2 separate regions of the Mus musculus genome follow, and region 1 is linked to region 2. The links are chromatin contacts, called in public Hi-C maps. All regions are on one chromosome and are shown on one strand. The core of a region is the stretch at or near the end of the contact, and the rest is flanking DNA. Distances in the headings are between cores, read along the strand shown.

The links. Hi-C and Micro-C count contacts between places; a contact is called where the count stands out from the background.
Region 1: a contact with region 2 is called in a Hi-C map of cerebellum, with 2.6 times the contacts expected there. The contact joins the promoter of Fscn2 here to the enhancer-like site in region 2. A contact is called at or near these places in 17 of 39 promoter capture datasets (the 3T3-L1 cell line, 3T3-L1-derived adipocytes, the C10 cell line and 11 more), 1 of 15 datasets of contacts at CTCF or cohesin (pro-B cells), 27 of 484 Hi-C or Micro-C datasets (CD4 T cells, CD8 T cells, the G1E-ER4 cell line and 20 more), 16 of 115 datasets of contacts at active chromatin or transcription factors (the NIH/3T3 cell line, bone marrow-derived dendritic cells, bone marrow-derived macrophages and 13 more) and 4 of 9 other capture datasets (adipose tissue, embryonic stem cells, liver and 1 more).

What each region holds. Positions count from the first base shown.
Region 1 is chr11:120,359,038-120,363,636 of GRCm38.p6, reverse strand. Fscn2 (fascin actin-bundling protein 2) reads right to left here and starts at 2,103. Exons shown (of 5, transcript NM_172802.4): 1 at 1,103-2,103. The coding sequence starts at 1,928.
Region 2 is chr11:120,108,866-120,113,475 of GRCm38.p6, reverse strand. Slc38a10 (solute carrier family 38, member 10) reads left to right here. Exons shown (of 17, transcript NM_024249.5): 12 at 2,471-2,638; 13 at 2,940-3,410; 14 at 3,940-4,044. Among named protein-coding and RNA genes, the nearest start is that of Ndufaf8, 12 kb to the right of the region's middle. Within about 2 kb of position 2,760, at least 14 of the 459 cell types and tissues checked have an H3K27ac peak or open chromatin away from gene starts, as enhancers often do. A contact at or near this core is called in cerebellum, where this site is marked.

The DNA.
Region 1 (4,599 bases), core at 854-3,353, 250 kb before region 2:
ATCCGTGTCTGGCACCCTCCACCCCCTCTTCTCCAGGAAGCACTCCATTACACTGCTCCAGCTAGCTTGCTTAACTGAGGTCTGCGAACATTTTGACCTTTCCCAGGCCAGGCAGTGTGGCTGGACGACAGGGATGGTAACTCTAGTGCCTGTTATTGCCTCAGACTGACCTAAAGACCATGCCTGCAGTTGCAGGTTCTTCTGGGCAGCCTAGCCTCCCAAGTGGGTATCCCTGGCCATCTGGATAGGACATAAGATGCCCAAGGACACTGGACATCTATGTGCTACTATAGCAGTGGGCAGGGTCACGACAGGCACATGGGAGATGCCCTTTTTCTGGCAAGTGCTGGTGTAAGGGGGTCGAAGAGAGTAAGGAGGAACCTTTCCTGTCTCGCCTCTCCATTTGAGTGAGCTCAGAGCACTCAGGCCAAGGTATATCTGGGCACCCTGGGGTGCATGAGCACAGAGCCCAAGATGGAAGCAACTGTTCCTTCTGGCCTGGGCCAGACTCTTGGCTTCTTTATAGAGCAGTAGGAACACTGTGTTTACCTCAGACTGCTCAGGTGTCACACAAGTGACCAGTGGCCAGGAAACGACGAAAACCAAGACACACCCCACGGGTAGACATGGCACCCTCCCCTTAGAAACACAGGACCTAAGTAAGGTTGGGTTAGCCATGTCTAACACTGAGGATAACAGTAAAGTCTCATTCTTGGGCGGGGGGGTCCCACAAGGTTCCCAATGGTCAAGCACTTTGCCCTGCCCTTGTCCCTCATCTCCCCCAAAGATGAGAAAGTGGGTGGTATGAGAGCAAAGGTGTATCAGTCCCCAGCCTGCTTCCCACCCTCCTATTGCCCCCAGATTCTGCCTCGCTACGCTGCTACACCTCTCCAATCTTCGAGGCAGCTGCAGTCTAGCAGGCACCACATTTGGCTGATACTCTCCAGATGTCTGGAGAGTGACGAGGACTCCTGAAGCCAGCAGCCCCACTTACACTGTGTGTAGAGACACCCATCTCCAGTAAATAGCGCCCTCCACCCCAGCATGTGGCAGGTCTCTGCATACGTGCACACACTACACAATATCAGCTGCCCTACCCTACCTTGCCTCACAGAGATGTAGCGCCGGTTGGCAGCTACCAGCACCACCTGTGGGTGACTTTGCTCCAGGTCGAAGAGTTCATCCTTGCTGGGCCTCGTGTTGCGACCAGCCTTGAGTGTGCCAGCAGGCCCCACAGGTGCCAGGTACCGGCCGTCACAGTCCTTGAAGGCCAGCTTGCCTGCCTTGAACTCCAGCGTGTAGCAGGCATGGGCTTCAGGTTCCCAGACAAGGCGGCCATCGCTGCGAAGGTAGCGGCTGTCATAAGACTTGAGGCAGTACCGCCTGCTCTGGAAAATGAGGGTGACTAGTGCGTCCACACCCCATGGCATGTCACCGTCTGCTGCCATCTCATCTTCCTGAAGGCACAGGTGCACGTAGCGCCGACGGCTCACACTCAGCAAATGAGCCTGTGGGTGGATGGCCAGGTGCACAGTCCACAGCTCTGCCGGGGAAATGGCCGTGGCAAAGCAGGACAGTCGGTCCTCAATGCCACCGAAGAAGCGGCCGTGTGGCTCTGACTGCAGCACCCAGCGCCCATCAGGCTGCGGCAAGACCAGGAAGCGGCAGTCACGGCCCGGCTGATCCATCTCACAGGCCACACGTCCATCTTCTTCTGCTGACAGGTAGCGGCCTAGGTGACTGCTTCGGAACAGCACGGCAGTGCCCTGCCCCGGGTCAGGCTCCAGGACCCAGATCTGCTTCCTCTTGAGGCTGGCTGCGGAGGCGTTGACCTTGAAGCCAAAGCTCTCTGCAGTCAGGTAGCGGTCGGCATCGTTAACAAGGCCAAACTGGATCTTCAGCACCTGGTGCAGACCGTTGGTTGGCATCTTTGAGGCTAGCCACGTTGCTTCAGGGGCCTGGGAAGGAACTCTCTCTAAGTGTTCTGTTCAGGGGGCCTGTAGCCCCCCCTGAGGCCCAGATCTGTTTATCTGACCCTTGGCTCCCAAGCCTAGCCAGCGACATGGACGCTACCTGCTCCAATGCTGCCTCCCTCTGTCTTGTGGCCTCGGCCACCCAGGCAGATCTTACATGGCCAGCGGGCAGCCGAGGGCGGGTGAGAGGGGCGGATCAGAAGTGCACCGGCTTAGAAGCAGTAGCCAACTTGCCTTAGCCCCAGCTTGGATTTCAGTGGCTCCTGGATGCACCAAGTCCAGAGTCAATGTCCAGCAGGACAAAAGCGAGGCTGACCACCTCCTTGTCCTCACCCATGGCTGCCTGGGTCCTATGCCCTATAAACTGTAGATTCCACGGTTCTTAGTCTCTCTTCTTACTGCCAATTGCTTCAGGGCTTCCCAGTCCCCACCTGAGACCCTGCTTCCAGCCCAGCTCTTTTCCAAGGTAGAAAAGGCAGCCCAGTGGAAAACTCACAGCAGACTGGCAACCTGATCGCAGCCCTCCACCCTCAGTGGCCCGCCAGATCCTCTTCAGGATCCAGTTACTGCATCTCTGATTCCTGCTGCCAGGAGCAATACGGCCCCCTGTAGCATGCAGCAGCAGCCTGTCCTATCCCCCTGGCCACACAGTTCCTATCCTTGTGTGTGGCCCTGAGCTTGACACTGTCCTGTGTCTGCCCCTGAGTCATGGGCTGGGGAGGCGGCAGGGAGGACCTAAGTGGCACACATAAGCTGGGACACCTTGACCCTCAGCAGGGATGACAATGCTGAGACAGATACCCTGGTGTGCCTCGTCCACTTGGTTTGGAAAGAGCAGCCTCATATGGTATGCTAGGCAACCATGTGATGCTCACATCCAGGACTACATGTGCAGGGACACACCTGTGTAGCAGGGTATGCCAGGGATCCTATGTTCCCTGCTGACTCTCGCTCAGGGCATGATGCTCTTCCCTTCTGTGCAGGGAGCTCAGGGTGGTCTAGCTTCAACTGCCTTTGACGGAATTGGAGACCTGATTACTGCTGCCCAGATCACAGGGTTATGGGCTTGGCCTGTGGCTTTTACAGACTTGAATATAGGGGGGCTGTGTGGGGCACAGTCTTCCCCGTGCTTCTAAAAGCACTCCCATAAAATCCAAGAGGGAGCTGGGTGGTGCAGCTTAGGAGATGCTGGAAGCTGGCCGCACCTGACCCCTGACCTCTTATCCCTGGGACCACTGGCTGTACCCTGTCCATCCTGAGTCTGACAGGCATCGTAGGGAGCGTCAGTAGTCCTGCTCAGTTCTTACCCTGCACCTGCCTCAGGGGACCAGAGCCAAGCAGGAAACCAGAGCTGTCCATCCTGGGCCTGAGCCAGAACTGGCGTCTTCTTCCTCATAACTGTGTGACCACGCGGGAGGGCCTTCCTGAGGGACAGTAACAGGAGGATGTGGAATGCTTCCAGCTGTGACCCCAGTCATCCTTTCCTCATTCCGCGCCTGTCAGCCCTCAAGTGGCCATGGCCAAACCGACACAGAGGTCTATATTAAGGGAGGATGCAGAGGGTGAGGTAGGTTGATCAAAGCCTCTGAAGACCCTGAGGAAGTAAGAGGAACCGTGCCCAATAGAGGGCTCAGGGTAGGATCCGTGACAGATTGTCTCGTGCTAACCCTATTGCTGTCAGCCCTCCCTGCAGGCCAGCTTTATCTACCCCTGTGACCCACGCACATGTATGAGACACTGTCAGAAAGTGCAGTCAGACTGTGTGTCAAGTGCTGCCTTAGAGATCAGCTCAGTAGGTGGGGCATGATGTCCGTGCAAAAGCACCGGTTGCCAGAGTTTCAAAAGCCCCAGTTGCCAGGGTGGTGTCCGTACTGTGTTCCAAGTGTTCCAAGCTTGGAGCAGCCTCCCATCAGGTCCCGAGGGTCTGATTAGGTGGGTCTGTGAGGGGAGAGGCCTGAGGGTCAGCTATGCCCACGGTACCCTAACCCCACCTAGCCAGACTGCTTAAGAGCCCTGAGAGTCTAGTCCTTCTGATTGGCATAATGGCTTCATTAGCCTGACTGGTGCTGGCAGGGTTCACCGGCATCAGGTGCCTGGCGGGAGGAGGCCTGGCCGCCAGGCGCTAAGTGTCCTGGCTCTGGACAGGCTGTTGGAAATAGAGCCAGAAGTGTCAATGGCTACTCAGTTTTGGGACACTTCCCCACAAGAGCCCCAGGTGGAGCAGGGCCATTGGCATTGGCATTTGTGATAGGAGGGCCTGCTGGGCTCCAGGGTCTGCCTTGGCAGGAGGCAGCTTTCCTGGGTCTCTCCATACAGACCTCCACTGCAGTCTCCAAACTGTGGTGCACTGCCCACTAAGGGTCTTTCCCTTCCAGATCCCACCAGAGTTCTACTGCAGAATAGAGACTTCCTCTCTGTCTGAACCGGTGTTGGATCTCGTTCCTGTGTAACACACTGCAGCTCTGTGGAAAGTCGTAATACTGTTGACAGGTCTGTGTGAAGGTTCGCGGAGAGAGAGGCAAGAGTAAGCTGTTGTGGTCACCTGGTGACCCACCCCAGCCTCTGAGGATGCTGCTCTAGACACAAGCCTCACACTCGCTTCTGGATGCTGGCACAACAGTCAGGT
Region 2 (4,610 bases), core at 1,511-4,010:
GCTAACACTACAATGTCAGCCCTGGTCATTAGCTTAGCCCCCCAGCTCGCAGGAGCTTATTGTCTGAGCCATAATTGGACAGATGAGCTATGGAGCCATCCAGCTAAGCCCAAAAGATTGGGTTGTAAGTCAGACCTCAGCAGGTAACACTTTCCTCACTGAAGCCTGGAGAACAAAGCAGAAACTGGTTATTAGGATAGCTCCCTAGAACAGGGGCTGGCTTCCTCAGGAGCCTGGGTTGCTGAGCTCTTGAGAGGTGCAATGGTTCTTGCACCAGCAGGACCTCATCCAGAGGGAGAAGGCTTTTAGCATCTCTAGGTTGGATGCTAGCATGCAGGGGTGAGCATGAACGCAGGAGGCCAGTGACCAGCAGACCTCCACTGGGATGTGGGACCTGCTGTCCAGCTCCTCAGAGGCAGAAGCAGCCTCAAGTCTGGTAGACGGGTGGAGTGGTAGAGCTTGTCTCCGAGAGGGCCAGGGGAGGAGGGAGGAGAGAAGAAAGGAGAACACTTACAGCCTGTAGCAAGCCCTGTTCCACAAGCAAGACCTCCTGAGGCGGGCCTTTGGGCCCTCTCCACACTGGATAAAGAAGGAAAGGATATTCGCAGTGGAATTGCTGTCTGGGAGGCAGGACTCCTGTCTGTCCCTTAGGGAAGCACTGTAGCAGGTGAGCGTGTGGCTTGTCACCTCATTGGTCCATCTGTGCATGGGAGGACAAAACATGGGTCTTTGCTGGCTCCAGTTACTGTCAGCAAGCCTGATGACTACAGGGGATGGCCAGCAGAGTGTGTGAGGAGTCCTACTCATTGAGCATTGCCATCCCTCCTTGGGGCCATACCAGGCCAAGCCTTCACTTCTTGGTTGTCAGTTGGCCAGTAAGGCAGGTGAACCTCACCACCACACTGTTTTCTGTTTCCACCCTGTGATTGCCTTGAAATTGGAAACAAATGGGAGGGGCTGTGCAGGGTGAGAGCTGCCAGCTCTGGAAGTTTATGTTTGGTTGTGGCTGAGGGCATTGTCAACATGCATTCCTGATGAAAGGTCTGTTTCTGTCTTGGAGAGCCCATGTCCAGTGCTGGCCAGCAGCCATGAATTCCTGGAGCTCACTGCTGGTAGTAGGGCCTAGAAAACCTTCACAGGCTCACAGCTTCTGCCTGACAGGCTACTTCCTATCTTAGAACACAGACAGGCTTGGCAATCCTGAGAGGCCTCTCAGAAGAGCATCAGGGCAACCCCATACCTGCGTGGTCACTGAGCCAAATGCTTAGCTGCCATGCGGAGCCTGCCCCAGGGCTCCAGACAGTGAACAGCAGGCCGCCGCCTCACCTGAACATGAGTGGGACACCACTCAGAGTAGACTGGCCTTTGCTGTTGTTTTAAAAGGTTTTTCTTCTTAGCTGGGTGATGGTGGTGCACGCCTTTAATCCCAGCAGAGGCAGAGGCAGGTGGATCTTTGAGCTCCTGGACAGCCATTAAAAACAAAACAAAACAAAAACCCCAAACAAACAAACAAACCTTAACTTTTTTTCTCGTATGTGTGTGTTTGTATACCATGTGTATGCCTGCTGCCTGAAAAGCTTAGAAGATGCATCAGACCAACGAGAAGTGGAGTTAGGGATGGTCTGAACCCCGGTGTGGGTACTAGGGACCACACCAGGCCCTTTGCACAAGCAGTCAGTGCTCAGAACCACATGGCCGTCTTCACATTCTGTTTTCTAAGGTGGTTTTTCATCTGCATAGCTCTTCAGATCCTCTTATGATTGCCCAGCACTTGAACATGGTTTTTTTGTTTTTTTGAGATAGGATTTCACGTAGCCCAGGCTAGCCTGAAACTAGCCCGGGGATGACCTAGAATCTATAAGGTTCCCACATCCCCCTCCAAAGCATATGATGATGCCATACCTAGTTTATGTTATGCTGGTACTGAGCCCTGGCCAGGGCCTGTGTGTGCTACCAGCCCAGCTAGGTCCCAAGCTCTCAAAAGCAGTCTTTTCAGTGAAGCTAGTTTTCTCCAATTCTGGAGCCACAATACTCTGCTGTGGTTTCTGATGGAACATGGACCCCTATGCATTTGTGGGCATGTGGACAACTTTGCCAGCCTCTCCTTTCGTCTCACCTTGTGTGAGTTTCCCCCACCAACAGCAAGAGGTTGACAGGCCCACCCAACCATATCCTTAAAAGTCCTTCAGTTTAGGTCTCAGGGCAAGCAGTTGGTCCCTGCTGGAAGACCCTAGGGACATTGCCTGGCTGTGTGCTCACGCTGCCACCTGGTGGTTGTGGACAAGTATTACACAGCATGTCATCTGACTACAGGTATAAATTGAATTTTGATGTTTTTTTTATCATGAATGAAAAGGAAGGATTCTGTGCCATTTAGCTGATAATCATGATTAAACAGGAAGAAACCTCCATTCTGCCATTTGGCCCAGCCTGTACTGGTTTCTGGTGGCTCACTATGCTTTGCTTGCAGTCCAGGATCCCGTTGTAGTTGTTGCTGAGGATAGCCAAGAGAAGCTAAAGCCAGCAGAGGACAAAGAGGTACTGGAGCAGGCCCAGATCAAGGGTCCTGTAGATGTGCCTGGCGGGGAAGCTCCCAAGGAGAAGCAGGAAGCCGCACAGCTGGATCGCCCCGGCCAAGGTGAGTGCTAAATAAACGGCCCCAACCAGCTGCCTTGACAGAGAAAGGCTTAAGCAACCCTGTGAAGGGCTCGCATGTCTAACTTAGCCTAGACCTGTGCTCCACCTTCCCCTTGGTCAAGACAGCTGCCCTCTACTGTTCCTCTTGTGACATTACCATTCTAGTGTCCTGGCAGTCCTCAGATAGCTGTAGAGGACCTGAGGTCATGGTCATGGTCATGTCACACTTGAGAGCCAGAGGACCGTTCTAATTCCTAGGAACTTCAGCCTCATCTCCTCCACCTGTCCTTATGCCCTTCCAGGTATTGCTGTCCCTATGGGTGAGGCCCATCGCCATGAGCCTCCCATCCCTCATGATAAAGTGGTGGTGGATGAAGGCCAGGACCAAGAAGGGCCAGAGGAGAAAAAGCCACCTCCCAGGCTCCCAGATGAAGGAGACCCTGCAGGCAGGGGTCAAGGGGCACCACCTCTGCCTGAGTCAGAGAAGGAGAAGCAGGAACCTGAGAGAGGAGGGGAAGGAAAGAGACCCGGGCAAGTCCTGGCAGTAGGAGAAACTGAACATCCTCAGAAGGTTCCAGAAGCAAATGGCCAGCCACCTGTGCAGCCCAGGAAGGAAGATTCCAGGCCAGGAAATAGGGATCCGCAGCCAGCTGCCCAGGCCAGGGACTCTGTGGAGCTGAAGGCTCTGGCAGCAGATGACGGCAGGGAGCCTGCACAGAAGGCTGGAGGCGCCCTGTGGAAGCCCGTGGAGAGTGCTGCTGAGAGCGATGCTGGTGAGTGTCAGTCGCCAAGGGGAGCTCCCTTGGTGGGTGCAGCAGAAATGGGCTAGTCCTTCTCAGTCCCCAGCCCTCCCATTCCACATGATTAGCATGTGAATGTCACGGCCCCTTCAGCAGCTTGTGGAGTGAAGAAGAGCCTGGGAGCTTGACAGCTTCCATAATATCTGTCACACAGTTGTTGCCAGACCACTAAATGTCAGGTGCCAGGCTGTTCTGGGGGTGCACACGGGGGACAGTGCAGGAACGCTTGACAGGTAACACACTGTTAAGTACCCGTCTAAGAGCTGGTTAGGACGGCGCTCGCATTTTAATTGGCTCAGGTAGTCACCATTGGCTCACAGCCATCAGCTGAGATTGTTAAATATTTCTTTATTACTTCCCTGGTAATCATTAGGTTGGATATAAACTGTGCTGGAGGGGGGGGGGGCTAGCTATAGAGTCATTTTAGGAAACATCTGCCAGCCCCTCACCCCACGCCCAACTCTGACTTTCCAACAAAGCAGCTGAGTCTCCCTGTGTGCAGGTGGGAAGGCGGGCCTCCCTGTGCAAAGGCCGGAGGCTGCAGAGCAGAGGGAGAAGAAGGAGGCTGAGCAACAGGGTGGAGACCAGGCGGGGAGCAAGCTGGAAGGTGAGGCTGGCCCTTTGGGAGGAGCCCCAGAATGAGCTGGAGTGGGGTGGGTGCTCCTGGGTCCCTCCTGCCTCCACAGTTTCTGCTGCTTGGTTTTTATGCTAAGGAAACACCTCCAGTGACCCCTCCCTATTTCTCACCTCTCTAGGGTTGTTTTTAATCTCCCCTTTTGTGCCCCTAAAAGAGGTGTCAAATGGTCACATGGCTTTTAACTACTATTTTGATTTCATCTTTAAGCAGGTTAATATTTTCTCTACTCTTGCTTAAAGGCTGGGAGGGAGGCCTTGGTACACAGGTTTGAAGACTCATTTGAAGGCTGTGCCTGAGATGGACCTGTGCTCAGGTCGGGCTGGGGTGGTGTTGGTGGCCAGCAGCATGCCCCGTGTCCCCCAGCACTTGAAGTTTGCCACGGCTGATGTGCCCTGAGTTCCTCTAAAGTTTCGTGTCCGTTTTGGCTTTATGGTCTCCCTGTGATGTTTCTTGTGCAGGGGCTGCAGTGCTAGCCCGCCCAGGAGCCCTCTAGTGACCACCTGCCTAGTTGGTTTTGGTGAACCCTCAGCTGAAGT